Regions from separate parts of the Mus musculus genome. Here region 1 is linked to region 2. Evidence: chromatin contacts called from public Hi-C data. All regions are on one chromosome and are shown on one strand. The core of a region is the stretch at or near the end of the contact, and the rest is flanking DNA. Distances in the headings are between cores, read along the strand shown.

Evidence for each region. Hi-C and Micro-C count contacts between places; a contact is called where the count stands out from the background.
Region 1: a contact with region 2 is called in a Hi-C map of liver, with 2.6 times the contacts expected there. The contact joins two enhancer-like sites. A contact is called at or near these places in 1 of 39 promoter capture datasets (pre-B cells) and 1 of 484 Hi-C or Micro-C datasets (liver).

Annotation. Positions count from the first base shown.
Region 1 is chr2:32,416,485-32,423,208 of GRCm38.p6, forward strand. Slc25a25 (solute carrier family 25 (mitochondrial carrier, phosphate carrier), member 25) reads right to left here. Exons shown (of 10, transcript NM_001164357.1): 2 at 4,989-5,115; 3 at 4,819-4,906; 4 at 3,821-3,932; 5 at 2,564-2,722; 6 at 1,240-1,392; 7 at 862-969; 8 at 608-775; 9 at 1-75. Among named protein-coding and RNA genes, the nearest start is that of Ptges2, 24 kb to the left of the region's middle. Within about 2 kb of position 3,012, at least 44 of the 459 cell types and tissues checked have an H3K27ac peak or open chromatin away from gene starts, as enhancers often do. A contact at or near this core is called in liver, where this site is marked.
Region 2 is chr2:31,458,719-31,465,197 of GRCm38.p6, forward strand. It overlaps Hmcn2 (hemicentin 2), which reads left to right. Exons shown (of 98, transcript NM_001370902.1): 96 at 1-85; 97 at 363-489; 98 at 1,332-2,020. The coding sequence ends at 1,677. Among named protein-coding and RNA genes, the nearest start is that of Ass1, 8.3 kb to the right of the region's middle. Within about 2 kb of position 1,738, at least 137 of the 459 cell types and tissues checked have an H3K27ac peak or open chromatin away from gene starts, as enhancers often do. A contact at or near this core is called in liver, where this site is marked.

The DNA of each region.
Region 1 (6,724 bases), core at 1,762-4,261, 960 kb after region 2:
ACAGGCCAGGAGCACGAACACACCGGGGTCTGCACTGTTTACTGCGTAGCGCTGGAGCCAGGTATTTTTCAATGTCTAGAGGGAGATGGGATACAGAAGTTAGCCTTAAAGAGCCAGTGTGGGAGACTCACACTGGGGGGTGGGGCAGGTATTGGATCTACAGGAAAGCTGTTTCCTATCACGTGGGATCTGAGAAGCCAAAGTAACCTGATTCACTTGGCCTGGGCCTTGCTGAACTCCTGACTTGCCTGCCTTTGGCATCCATTGTCACTTGAGGCTCTTGGCTAGGACAGGAAGCAGAATGAGGGTAGAGGGAGCGCTATGTTCCCACACAGAGCACCTGGCTCTGTACTCTCAGTCTGTGGAGATATGTGAGCCCCCAGTGGCCACTGTTCTTGGGTCTGCCTGCTGAACCTCTGGACCCTAAGAGGGTAAAGAACCTGGGCCAGAGTTCAGGCCTGCTGTGCAGAAGGTAGAGAGACAGGAGACCACTGCAGAAGAGAGCTAACTGCTATCTCTCATCTAAGCATCTCTCACAGGGTGTTGGTACCAGGCAGGTCCTTTATTTCCCTCCCTGTCCCAGGCCCTACTGCCAAGAGGGCCTCACCTCATAGACAGCTAGGTCGATGCCAGCATAGGGGATGATCCCCAGCATGTTGGGGATGTAGCCTTTGTAGAAGGCAGCTACACCCTCTTTAGCCAAGATCCTCCTGGCACAGTCCAGCATGCCGGAGTACTGTCCTGTTTTCCGCAGGGCCATTCGGGTCTTCAGAACCTGCAATCAGAGTGTCAAGTATGAACACCGCCCGTTCCTCTGTGTCCCATGTGTGTACCGCCCACTCCAGGACTGCTGGCCCTTACCTCCATTGGGTAGATGCTACTCTGGGCAATGGCTCCGGCCAAGGAGCCTGCCACAAGCCTTTCGTGGATCCTCAGCGTCTCCTGATCACTACCGACAAGCCGTTTCATCTAAAATAGGAAAACAAGGGGATGCACCGGGGGACCACAGCACTTCTGGCCCGCCCTTGCTCTTACAGCCAGCTTTGGATGAAACCTGTGACCGTGAAGCTATCTATGCTGTCCCCAAATGGAAGGAGGTAGTAAGAGAGCTGGGGTCATGCCCAGGCCATTGATCTTGCTGTCCTTTGAGTACAAACATTGGCTCTAATTTCAGGGACCTCAGACCAGCAGATACTGCATAAGCAGCAGCCAGCTGGCAACCCTCTCCCAGGTCCTCACCTGCTCATATGCCATGAATTTGATGGCCGACTCAGGGGCAATTTTGAGGACATTGATGCCGTTGCCCCGCCAGAGTGACTTGGCTCCCCCTTCTCGAATCATCTGTGTGAATCCACCTACGATGCACATGTTGTTGCTGCGGGAGGCATGGACCTGAGGAGGACAAGAGATCAGAGGGACTCAGCAGGATAGAGGGAAGACTCCACAGTCTACCCTGGGAGGAGCCGTTTTGGAGAACCTCTTCAGAGAGGCTCTTTCCTCTAAGTAATTCAATTTAATGTCCTGTGACTCAGCAAGCATGGCTGGGTGTTTTATTATTTTGTTTTATTGTATTTATTTAGTTTTTGTCAGGCTCTCATACTATGCAGTTCAGGCTGGCCTTGATTTTCATCCTTCCCAAGTGCTAGGATTAGAGGCATGCCCCACCAACCCAGAGAGGACAGCTCTTGCTCTCTCTCACTATATCCCTAGAACTCTGTTAAAAAAGGAGTAAGAGGGAACTGTTCATGCTTCTGTTTTCTCAGAGGCTCTGGAAGCTGGGAGGAAGGGCCAGCACACACTAGGCTAAGCCTTTCTACATCTTTTGCATCGTTGTTTCTGGAAGGTAAAGGGAGATCCCACGTAGTTACTTATGCCAAGGGGGGTGGGGTAGTGCCTGCAAAGCACTCCAATTCCATTAGCTGCGGTGGGAGGTTCGGCTGAGGGAGGGAGGGGAAGCTGAGCCACCCATGAATCATGGGTAAAAATCTGCTCGCTTTCCTGCTCACCTGCACGAGCACCTTTGGTCTGTCCAGGGGGGTTCTGGGGCATGTGCTGTTTCTGGGTAGGCCTCCTGGCACCGAAAGTGCCAGACAGAAGCAAAATGGGGTAACTGGTCACTGTTCAGACAGACATCAAAGTCCACCAGTGTCCTCATGTGGGTCATTTCACAATGCTTCCCTGACATCAGACAAGCTTATCTCTGCCCTGAGGACGTGGAGTTGCATGCTCAGCCAAGGTAAAGGCACTGCTTCTAGGTCATGCAAGGATCTGCTCTCCCTGCCTTCCATGAGGCATCTTATCCATCCTGAGATGCACTTACGGAATCCAAGTAACAAGCCCAAGTAAGGTGATACGCAGCTTATGTTTCTCTGATATAATTAGACCAGCTAAGCACAAAGGTCACCTAGGCTGGGATCTACTGGGGCCTGCGAAGCATTAACTCCAATTTCATTAGCTGCGGTGGGAGGTTCCGGGTTTTAAAGCAAGGAGCCAGCTGAGGGAGGGAGGGGAAGCTGAGCCTCCAATGAACCACGGGTAAAAATCTGCTCGCTTTCCTGCTCACCTGCATGAGCACCTTCAGTCTGTCCAGGGGGGCAGTGCAGGTTCTGGAAACTGCCCCTGCCCCACCTCCTGCCACCAGGTGCCTCCACCACATCCCCGTCTGCCTCTCCTCCACTGTGAACTCATCTGGGACTGTCAGATTCTCACCGACATCGAAGATCTATGGGGGAGACAAGCAGAGACATAGCCAACTTTACTCACAACATCCTGGCCGTGGTCACTGCATTCCACTCTCCCTTTGCCCTGATAGTAGCTGCAGCTCTTGACCTGTACATGGTCTAGAAAGGAGCAGGTAGCAATCGAGGAAACATTACAACACTGTTGGGTTGCCCTTGTAAAGGAAGCTCCTGGAACTTTCCGCAAGGACTTTAGGGCTAGACTACAAGGATCAGGGAAGATGGGTACAAACCCTGCAACCTGATACAGAACCAGATTGCCAGCAGAACAGAGTGTTATGCAAGGCTAAGCAAGCAGGGTGCTATGCTGCCTGCGTAATACCTTCTCTCTGGAACTGGTCCCAGCCAGCTCTGCTGACCTCTGGGCTGCAGGCCAGAGACAGGCTAGCTGTCTGAACCCTAGAATCAGTCACTTACTTTCACCCAAGAAGCCCTGACCCGGCATTGTGGATTCAGAGAGGATAAGGCAGGGGTAGCCCAGCCAAGAACACCAGAAGTCTTTTAAGTAAGACCAACATTTCTAGTTGTGGATCCACATCTGTCTGAATGTGGATCATGCTAACAGAGTGAAAACAATATGCAGGCCCTACAGGGAGTGCTTATCAAAACCAAACCCCCAAAATCAAGAGTCTAACTCTGTAGCCCAGGCTGGCCTTTAACTCATGGGGCTCCTATGTCTCAGCCAAAACATGTATTTTTGCCATAGAGAGAAATGATACTAAAAAAGAAACACAGGGAAAGAGGAGGCATCTGTAACAAGGTTTCTTCTCCTATCCCGTGGAGGACAGACTGTCTGCTTCTGGGAGAATCGGCAACATAGGAAAAGGAGATATTTGAAATGGCCCGTGAAGGGCAGAGGCATACAGGGATAGGAAGGTACACCCAGCAAAGGGTCAAGGGTGCAGGCTGGTCACTGTATCGGAGGAGGAGGGGCATGTGGCTGGCAAAGGAGGGACAACATCTCAGTGTATCATCAAGACCGACCCCCCACCCCCACCCCCACCCCCAGGCCTAGATGGGGATGGACTGAGAGATGCCAGACAAAGACGGCTGCCTGAGTGGACAGTGGGTGTGTGCCTCACCGTCGAGTGCTTCCAGTACAGGATGATCTCCGGGATGTTCTCCACAGGGTGCAGGAGGTGGTAGTCCCTCCACTCGTTCCAGTCGATGGTCATCGTGCCATTCTTATCCATGCTGTAAGCAGAAGCATGGTCAGTCGCACGTGTCACACCCACCTGCCAGTTGTGTGCCCTACCACTTAGATGGGATGGAGGCAGGTGCCATAGCCACCCAGGACACCAAAGGCACCTTGCCCATGAGAAAGAGTAAGGTGGCTCCATACCCCATTTTCCATAAAATGGAGATGTGCTGGCCCACAGGAACCCCATTCTGATCAGGGAGGGAGGGAATCACGGGAAAACACAGATACTTACTAGGTGACAGGGCCCCAGAAGTGGCCCGTCCGTATTCTGACAGACAGACAAAGGAGGATGCAAAGGAGAAAGGAGAAACAACACAAATAAATGCGCTGAGCAGGTTAGTAAAGCAAGCACACACCCAAAGACACCAGGGGCCAGCACAGCACGAGGAAGTGGGCAGGACTGGGCTCCTGGGGTTGCTGTCCCTGTGACCAGGCGGCTTTCAGGCCAGCCAGGTACAAACTGTTCTCTACTTGCAGGGCTTTCCGGCAGCCCTCTGCTCATGAGTGAGCCATCTTTCTGGCCAGCATATGTGGCTACAGAGGAAAGAACAAGCTATAGCAGAACCTAAGTTAAGGACCACACATGTCCCTCCCCATCAGGCAGAGAATATTCAGGGACACTTCTCACTAACGAGAAATGCCCACAACTAATCTTATCATTTTAAAGGTTGCAGGCATTGGGTTAATTCCAGATTTATGACTCTTCTGTGAGAGTAGGGCTGCAACCTCAGGAGAAGCTTACTATGGGAAGGGGCTTCTTATCCCTCCTCCTAAACACAGGGCCAGCTTCAGGGATGCAGGCCAAGAGTGAACAGCACACAAATTAGTCCAAAAGCCATTAAAGCATCCCCTAGAACAAAGCTCACCACACTCACTCACCTCTTAAGAATCTTCTCCGCCTGCTGTTCCGAGATCTTGACACCCAGGTCCCGCAGGGACTGCATGATCTCCTGAGCATCGATTCGACCTGTGACAACGAGAACCATTAGCAGGGTCCAGCATTCAGTAAGCTAAGGCCTGCCCGGCAGAGAAGCTATAGCTAAACTCACCATCATTCTTTTTGTCCAGACTCTTGAACACCAGCCTCAGTTTTTTCTCATGATCTTGGAGGTAATGTACAAACTCTTCAAAGTCCAGTTGCCCATCAAGGTCCTTGTCACCTGCTTGCACAATTTTCTAGAGAACCAAAATAAGGACTTGAGATGTTGCTCACTAGCCTCTTATCACAACAGGAAATAACTGTTCTCCACAATGACCCAAGATGTCCTATCTCTAAGGCTCTATCAGCCCATGGGAATCCTAGGCATCATGTCAATCTCCCCATATACCCATAGGCTATCCAGAAGCCAAGCAAGGCCCACCTTGCTCTGGTGAGGAGATACTCCTAGGAGAAAGCTTTGAGAGGCCAGCAGGGCAGCCAGGTGCTTGCTCTTTCCAACATTCCCCAGACCAGCTTGTTACACAGCCAGCGGCTTGGCTCTCCTACAGACGCACTCCTGGCTGAGAGCTGGGGATAGCCTTGGAATCTAGAGTCCCTTAGGAACCCTGCTACTTGCTCCATCCCCTGTGTGGCATTAACCCACTAAGAATTTGGTGATGAGGGTAAAGGTTCAGACAATGCCTACTTGGCAGAAACATTGCCAGGGAACACTCTGGAGGGTGTGAGACAGACAGGAGGAGCCAAGGGCAACTATTCTTGAGCTCATGCGTGACGGTACTGCCATTCTGGTCCTTGGTCTCAGGGATACCAGCTCTAACCAAGCCCAGATTCCCAACCAGGCACTGAACGCCAGCCAGGTTAGCTTTACTAGTTTAGTGACGCAAGGCTTTAAGAGACCCTGATCTGCAGCAGCGCCCGTCTTAGGTGAGCTCTGCCTGGCAGCTGTAACACCAGCTGCATGCAAAGCAGCTGGAGCTTCTCCACTCAGTGGGGAATGGGGTATGCAAAAGCTTTACTGAGGTCTGTCCGTCTGTCTGTCTATCTAATTTATTGGGGAGAGCACTTTAAATCCAAAACAGAGAATCTCCTAAGGAAAATGTTTCTTGGTTTTCTCATGGACAAATCCATTCACTGTTCAAGTTAACACGCTAGGTCAAAGAGTTTTAAGCTAGGGTTTAGAAACTGATGGACCACGGGCTAGCTTGCAGTCCAAATGTGGTCATCATGTTTCCCCTCTTACTTAGCCACTGGTTTTTTGCGGGGAGAGTAGACATTTATCTCAAGGAGCCAACCATGTGAAGGGTTGAGGTTGGCATGTGGGATAGATTGAACACATCTTATCTGCTAACTGGGATTAACTTCTTGCCAACATCTGTGCTCTTAGCCAAGGGTCACCACCCCAGATGTCAAGTAGAAGGGAAAAGTCTATATGCCATTCAGGAAGGAGGCACACAGAACTCTTATCTTTTGTCCCTAGGCTATCTACCATCAAAGTACTCTATTCTGGGGTAATGCCACATGACACAGACCACCCACAACTGTGCATACTGTACCCTATTTAAAAATATTCTCTAACAGTTAGTCCTGTATCTGTGGGGATGGTGATGCACACTATAATCCCAGCACTAGAGAGGCTGAGGCAGGAGGACATCTGAGAGTTTGAGGTCATCCTGGTCTACACACCAAGACCTTGTCTGAAGAAATGCCAACTGTGGTGGCACATGGCTTTAATTCCAACACTAGGGAGTCAGAGAAAGGTAGATCTCTTTGAGTACCAGGCCAGCCAGAGATACATAGAGACATTGTTTTAAAAAGCAGGGAGGGGGAAAGAAGACTTGCTTTTTC
Region 2 (6,479 bases), core at 488-2,987:
CATGCCTGCCAAAACACAGAGGGTAGCTACTATTGCCTGTGCCCCTCTGGCTACCGCCTCCTTCCCAGCGGGAAGAACTGCCAGGGTGAGCCAGCCAGAGCCAATCCACACCTCTCCCAGGATTAGGGACACACAAGTTCTGCTGTGTGTCCCTGGGCTATTCCATCTGAACCTTACCCATGATAGGAGGAAGTCCCTCCAAGCCATCCCCTCCAAGACATGCCCCTGGGAGATGGAGAGGTGTTGGGGAGGGTCTCTCCTTGGGGCTCTGCCTCAGAAAGCTGGTCTCTTTCACACGGCCTCCTCTGGTCTCCCTCTCCCCTGTTCTATCTTCCCATCTCCTACCGCACCCTACCGCCCAGACATCAACGAGTGTGAGGAAGATGGCATCGAGTGTGGGCCTGGCCAGATGTGCTTCAACACCCGAGGCAGCTTCCAGTGTGTAGACACGCCCTGTCCTACCACCTACCGGCAGGGCTCCAGCCCCGGGTAAGGAGGGGCCAAGCTGTCGGAGGTACAGGGGCGGGCACATGAGTACAGGGCTTTTTCTCCAGCTTGCCCATGCCTGGACACCCACACACACACACACACACACCCACACACACACACACACACACACACACACACACACACACACACATTCAGGAAGGCACCTCAAGGCAAGGGGAAGTTGCCCTGCCAGACATCCTGGGCCAGAGCTACGTGCTGGGACACCTGGGACACCTGTACCCAAGCAGGGACAAACTTGGCTCCATGCCACTACATGGTGTGTGCTCTCTGGGACACCCCTCCCCTGTACAAACATAACCTCAGACAGAAAGCACCTCCAAACATAGGAATTGGGGAACTCTCACAAACTCCAGGACTCAGCACACTATGTTCATTAAGAGGCACCAGGACCTCAGGACCTAGGGAAGGCTTCTGGACCAGACCTTACAAAGGGGAGTGAAGCAGGCGGTGGGGGAGACTCTGACAAGGCTGAACAAGAGTCTTTGAACCTCTCCTGCCCCTGGGAGTGCAGACATATGACTCAGTCCCTAGGCTCCTCACTTCTAGGCCCCTCTCAGTGAACCTAAGCGTCTGAGTTTTATCGTGTTGTGTGTTTGCTGAGCTACCCTGGGCTTTGGGCAAGGAAAGGAAAAGAGGTGGGGGGCGGGGGGAAGACATGCTAAAGGGGAGGAAAACCTCTGTTTGGCTTCTCTGGGCCTCAGTTTGTGGATCTCTGAAATGAACTAACAGGGGCATATGCAGGCAAGGTATTTGGGGAGCTTGGGGATGAGCTGGGGGTGCACCGGATGGCGGCCCAACGAGCTTGTCTGTGTCACCCTCAGGACCTGCTTCCGCCGCTGCTCTCAGGACTGCAGCGCCAGCGGCCCGTCTACACTGCAGTACCGCCTGCTGCCGCTGCCCCTCGGCGTGCGCGCCCACCACGACGTGGCCCGCCTGGCCGCCTTCTCCGAGGCTGGCATCCCTGCCAACCGCACGGAGCTCACCGTGCTGGAGCCCGACCCACGCAGCCCCTTCGCTCTCCGCCAGCTACGCGCTGGACAAGGCGCGGTCTACACCCGCAGAGCGCTCACCCGCGCCGGGCTCTACCGCTTGACTGTGCGCGCAGCGGCACCCCGCCACCAGAGCGTCTACATCCTGCTAATCGCAGTGTCGCCTTACCCGTACTGAGGCCAGAGCTGCAGATCCACCCTGACCTCGCAGAGAGGAACAGAGTGGCCCTTGCCCATGACACCTACAGTGACAGAGAACATCCTCTTCTCCCGCCCCCGTGCGTCAGTGAGATCTTTGGTAAACACTGCTGTGCGCAGAGCCTTGACCCCAGGGCAGAGACCGCTGCCCCTTTGATGGCAAAGCCAATGGGTCAGGCCTGAGTCCCGTCTTTCCTCAGATCTCAGCGGGGAGCTGGGCAAGATCTCAGTGGTCCAGGACAGACCCAGTAGGGGTGGAAGCGACTGGCACTGTCCTGACCACATGGAATGTGTATAGTATAAAAAAAATTTTTTTTTACTGACTTGATGTCTTTGCTGAGTTATTTTATCTTACTGAGGAGGGGCCTGGGAGGAGCCTGGGAGGGACCAGTGCTGCTATGATCTGAGCTGCTGGGTCAGCAGACCTACATCCTTAGGAATCATAAGGCTCTGTCCCTGGCTAGGATGTTTGGTGTAAAACAGAGCAGTAAGGCAGAATCGTCTTTCGTCCCCGTAGTGATGCGGGAGAATTACTGAGAACTAAATGTTCTTCATAGACACCGACGGGTGGTACCAAAACCACTGTATATTAATTCTCAAGAACAATTTAAAATTGCCAGGGATGGTGGCACACACCCTTAATCTCAGTACTAGAGAAGTAGAGGCAGCAGAGTCCAGAGTTTAAGGTCATCGTGGCTGATAGCCAGCTCCAGATTAGCCAGGACTACAAGAGGCCCTGCCTCAAAACGATAGCACAAGAACCCTGCTTCCTAGTGCCTGCTGCCCTTCTGTTTCTCCCTTGGCCCTTGTCTAAGTGGCAGGCACACCAGTGACTCTATTTCTTGGTTATTGGTGAATCTTGCCACTAGAACATGAGGCCTTGAGCCCCAGGTTGGTTTTACAGTTTCTTCTGGCTGGCGCCTAAAGAGGGCTCCCTTTATCTTTGGCCAGTGGGTGAATGAATTAGCTTACTTAAAAAATGAAAACTTTAAAAAAATGTAAAATAAATAAATAAATAAATAAAATTTTAAAAAAAAAGAAAACTTAGAAATGTTCATTGCAAAAGGACTAGGTGATTTTATGTCTGTGGGATGTTACAGGGACCAGCTGAGGACTTGACATCATTGGGAAATGTGCTTGCCTAGCGAATGCAAGCTTGATCCCTGCAACCCCTGTACTGGCATGGGGGCCCCAGCTTGTAACACCAGCACTGAGGAGACAGAGGCAGGTCGATCCTTGCCAGTCAAGTGAGTGCTCCCATGGCTGGGAGAGGCTCTGTTTCAAAGATTAGAAAAGTGCTTGCCATCCATAGCCTGAGTTTGGTCTCTAGATCCCAGGGTAGGAGGAGAGAACCCACCCCAAGAGATGTCCTCTGAACTGTGCAGAGGCGCCATGACACCCAAACACCCCTCCCAAATAATAATAATAATAATAATAATAGCAATAATAATATTTAAAAAGTGGACAGTGTCCCCAGGGAATACCCATGTTTGCACACATACAAACATGCACATATGTATGCAAGGCAGATGCATGGGAGTGGAAGAGGGGCAGGAAATGGGGCAGCGTAAGGTAAAAGAAATAGAGATATGGTTAGATATGAGATATAAATGCCAGAGAGCTGGGGCAGTATCTAACAGGATTGGGACTGAGTAGATTCCAGATGCTCTTACCCCCTCCCGAGAGAGAGAGAGAGAGAGAGAGAGAGAGAGAGAGAGAGAGAGATCATTATATATAAACCCAGTCAGCCTCCATATCGAATGGAGCTAAGCTGCAACTCCAACGCCTCTGAGGCAGTTCTTAACAGGCTGGTGGAAGTAGACCTCACTGGACAGGTGACCTTTGAGCAGATACCTGATAAAGGGATGGGGGAGGGAGGGAGGGATCGAGCTGTGGGAACGGCAGGGGGTCGAGGTCCTGAAAGGGAAAGAGTCTAGCAGTAGAGGAGGGGATTGCTCAGGAAAAGTGAGGGGAGCCTCGGGAAGTTCCTGTGGGGTCTCTGGGATGGGTCGGGGATGTGGCTTTGTGTGCTGGGGGGACTGGGCACCCTGGGTGCTGGAGGGACTGGGCGCCCTGGGTGCTGGAGGGACTGGGCGCCCTGGGTGCTGGATGGAGGGACTGGGCGCCCTGGGTGCTGGATGGAGGGACTGGGCGCCCTGGGTGCTGGAGGGACTGGGCGCCCTGGGTGCTGGATGGAGGGACTGGGCGCCCTGGGTGCTGGAGGGACTGGGCGCCCTGGGTGCTGGATGGAGGGACTGGGCGCCCTGGGTGCTGGAGGGACTGGGCGCCCTGGGTGCTGGAGGGACTGGGCGCCCTGGATGCTGGAGGGACTGGGTGCCCTGGGTGCTGGATGGAGGGACTGGGCGCCCTGGGTGCTGGAGGGACTGGGTGCCCTGGGTGCTGGCCCAGGCACTGCTTTCCTGCTGCCTTGCCTTTCTCTCTAGGTAGGCAAGCCCCTGCCTCAGTACCCTTTTTGCCAGGTGCCCCCAGACATAGCTATGGAAAGGCTGTCTCTTGTGGAGAAGATTTGGGGGATAATTCATTTCTCTCTGCCACCCCGGCTAACCTCGACCACGACCTATCCCAAAATAGGTCCTTTTCTCCCATCTAGGTCTCAGAGAAAGCAGTGAGACAGGGCCTTGTTCCGTAGCCCAGGCTGGACTTGAACTCATCACAATTCTCCCTTGGTCTCCCGAGTGGACCTACAGATGTGCCCCAGCGCTCCTAGATATCTAGGCTAGAAGTGGAGTTACAGGTCGTTGTGAAGCACCCGCTGTGTGAATGCTGGGAATGGAACCCAGGTCCTCTGAAAGTCGCCAGTGCTCTTAACCAGGAGCCGACTCTCCAACCCTAGATTAGAAGGTACCCATACAGCCAACAGAGTGTACCCAAGGACACATCTACTTTCTTTCTGATTTTTGTTTGTTTTGTTGGGTGTTTGTTGAAGTAGGGTCTCACGTAGCCCAGGATGACCCCACACTCACTGCGTAGCTGAAGATAACCTTGAGTGTTTGCACTCCAGGCACGTGCCTCCACGTCCCGTCAGCCTTCTACTTTCAAAACAGATTTAAGTGAGTCCAGGCTTCTGCACACTTCTTCGTAAAGGACAAGAGAGTAAATATTTTTTGGTTTAGGGACATCTTGTTTCTGATGCAACTCACTCCCTGTGCTATCTGAGTGCCAAGGCAAAGCTAGAGGCCACAGGCAGCCATGAGTGTGTGTTGCTCTACTAGCAGGGGCTGAGCTAGCTCAGTGGCAGAACCCTCTCCTAAGAGGTCCCCGTCCCTCCCACCTCAAGGTGGGGGAAGGGCTCCTCCTGATACTCACATTTCGAATGTGTTATTTTCACCCTATGAAATTGTCTTCTTTCAACCATTTATGACATGGAAAAAAAAAAAGCCCCACCTCTGCTTTAAGTCGCTGATTGGAACTGCAGGCTGGGGGAGGGAGGAAGGCATATGGTGAGAGAGAGGGGTGTCTGTCCGAAGCCTACTCATGAGAATCTTGAGATGAACTCTCCTCCTGAAAACTCAGGGGTCAGGAATCAGACAGAGCCTGGGCTGTTTCTGCTAGGCTGTTAACTTTTTATGAACTTTGTAACCCTGAAGAGGTCAGGGCCTCACACTGGTGCTGAGGACCAGCAGGGGTTTTTCTTGCAAGCTGGATACAGCTCTCCTCTCTCTGCTGCAGTCTGCCCACTGCTTCCTGAGTCTCTCTCACCAGAGCCCTCTGGGTTGTAAAGCTACTGTCTGGTGCATCTCCAGCTATTCCTTAATGAGCTCCAGTATATTTACTCTCCCAGAGGTTCCCAAGGCAAGAATAATATCCCCATTACACAGATGCAGCAGTGGAGGCTAAGAGGTAAGCATGTCGAAGCCCACAAGGCTTCTGAGCTGCTGTAGGTCTCTGTGTTATGGCTCAGCAGCAGGCTGAGAAGAGGAAGTCAGAGGTAGATGGAGAGGAAGGGCTGGAGGTAGGCAGTGAGGCGTGTCCCTTCCGCAGGGCCACTCCTTGCTTTTTCTCCTCTGGTCCCTCTGAGGCTGTAAAACAGGCTACTAAGCAAAGAGACATTGCAGCATCGTTGGCCAGTTAGTGGGGACCAAGTTTGTCCCAGGTCACGCACAGGGACTGTTGGCTCATAAAGGAGAAGTCTCCAGAGGTGTCTCTGCTGGCGCTGCAGCTGGATCCAGCCCCACAAGAGGTGTTTTCCACAGCTGCCTGTCACCTCCAGCTACTATTGGTCACAGCCCCATCTAGCCACCCAGCCCCTGTGGCACCTGACCTCTGAGGCTCTGCCCACCATCCACCTAGCAGGTCACTCATTAAACTCCCTGATGCAGCTTTTCCAAGAGGTCAACAGCCGGACTCTGTGTCCCTCTGGGTGGGAAGGGAGAGCCGAGGTCTGGCCTGGAGGTCATTCTCCGTTCTGGCCATTCTGCCCAAACCCGGGCAGTGGCACAGTGGCTTCTGGTGCCAAACAAGAAGCTACAGAACAAGGACCTTGAGTACACTCCCAGCTCCTCTGTCCACAGCTGCTCCAGAGCCATCATGCTGTCCTCTGGGTGGCAGGGGACAGGAGACAAGAAGAGGCCTTTCCACACTTATGAGCATAAGCTAAGTGTCTGCATGCCCATAGGCTGTAGGGGATGTGGGATCACACAGACTGAGGCCCTTCAGTACAAGTGACCACAGCAGTCTGAGCCTACATGCAAGAGACACCTGGCTGCCACACATGCAGAGGGGTGAGGCAGAGGTGGAGAGGTAATGGTGGTGGTGTAGAAG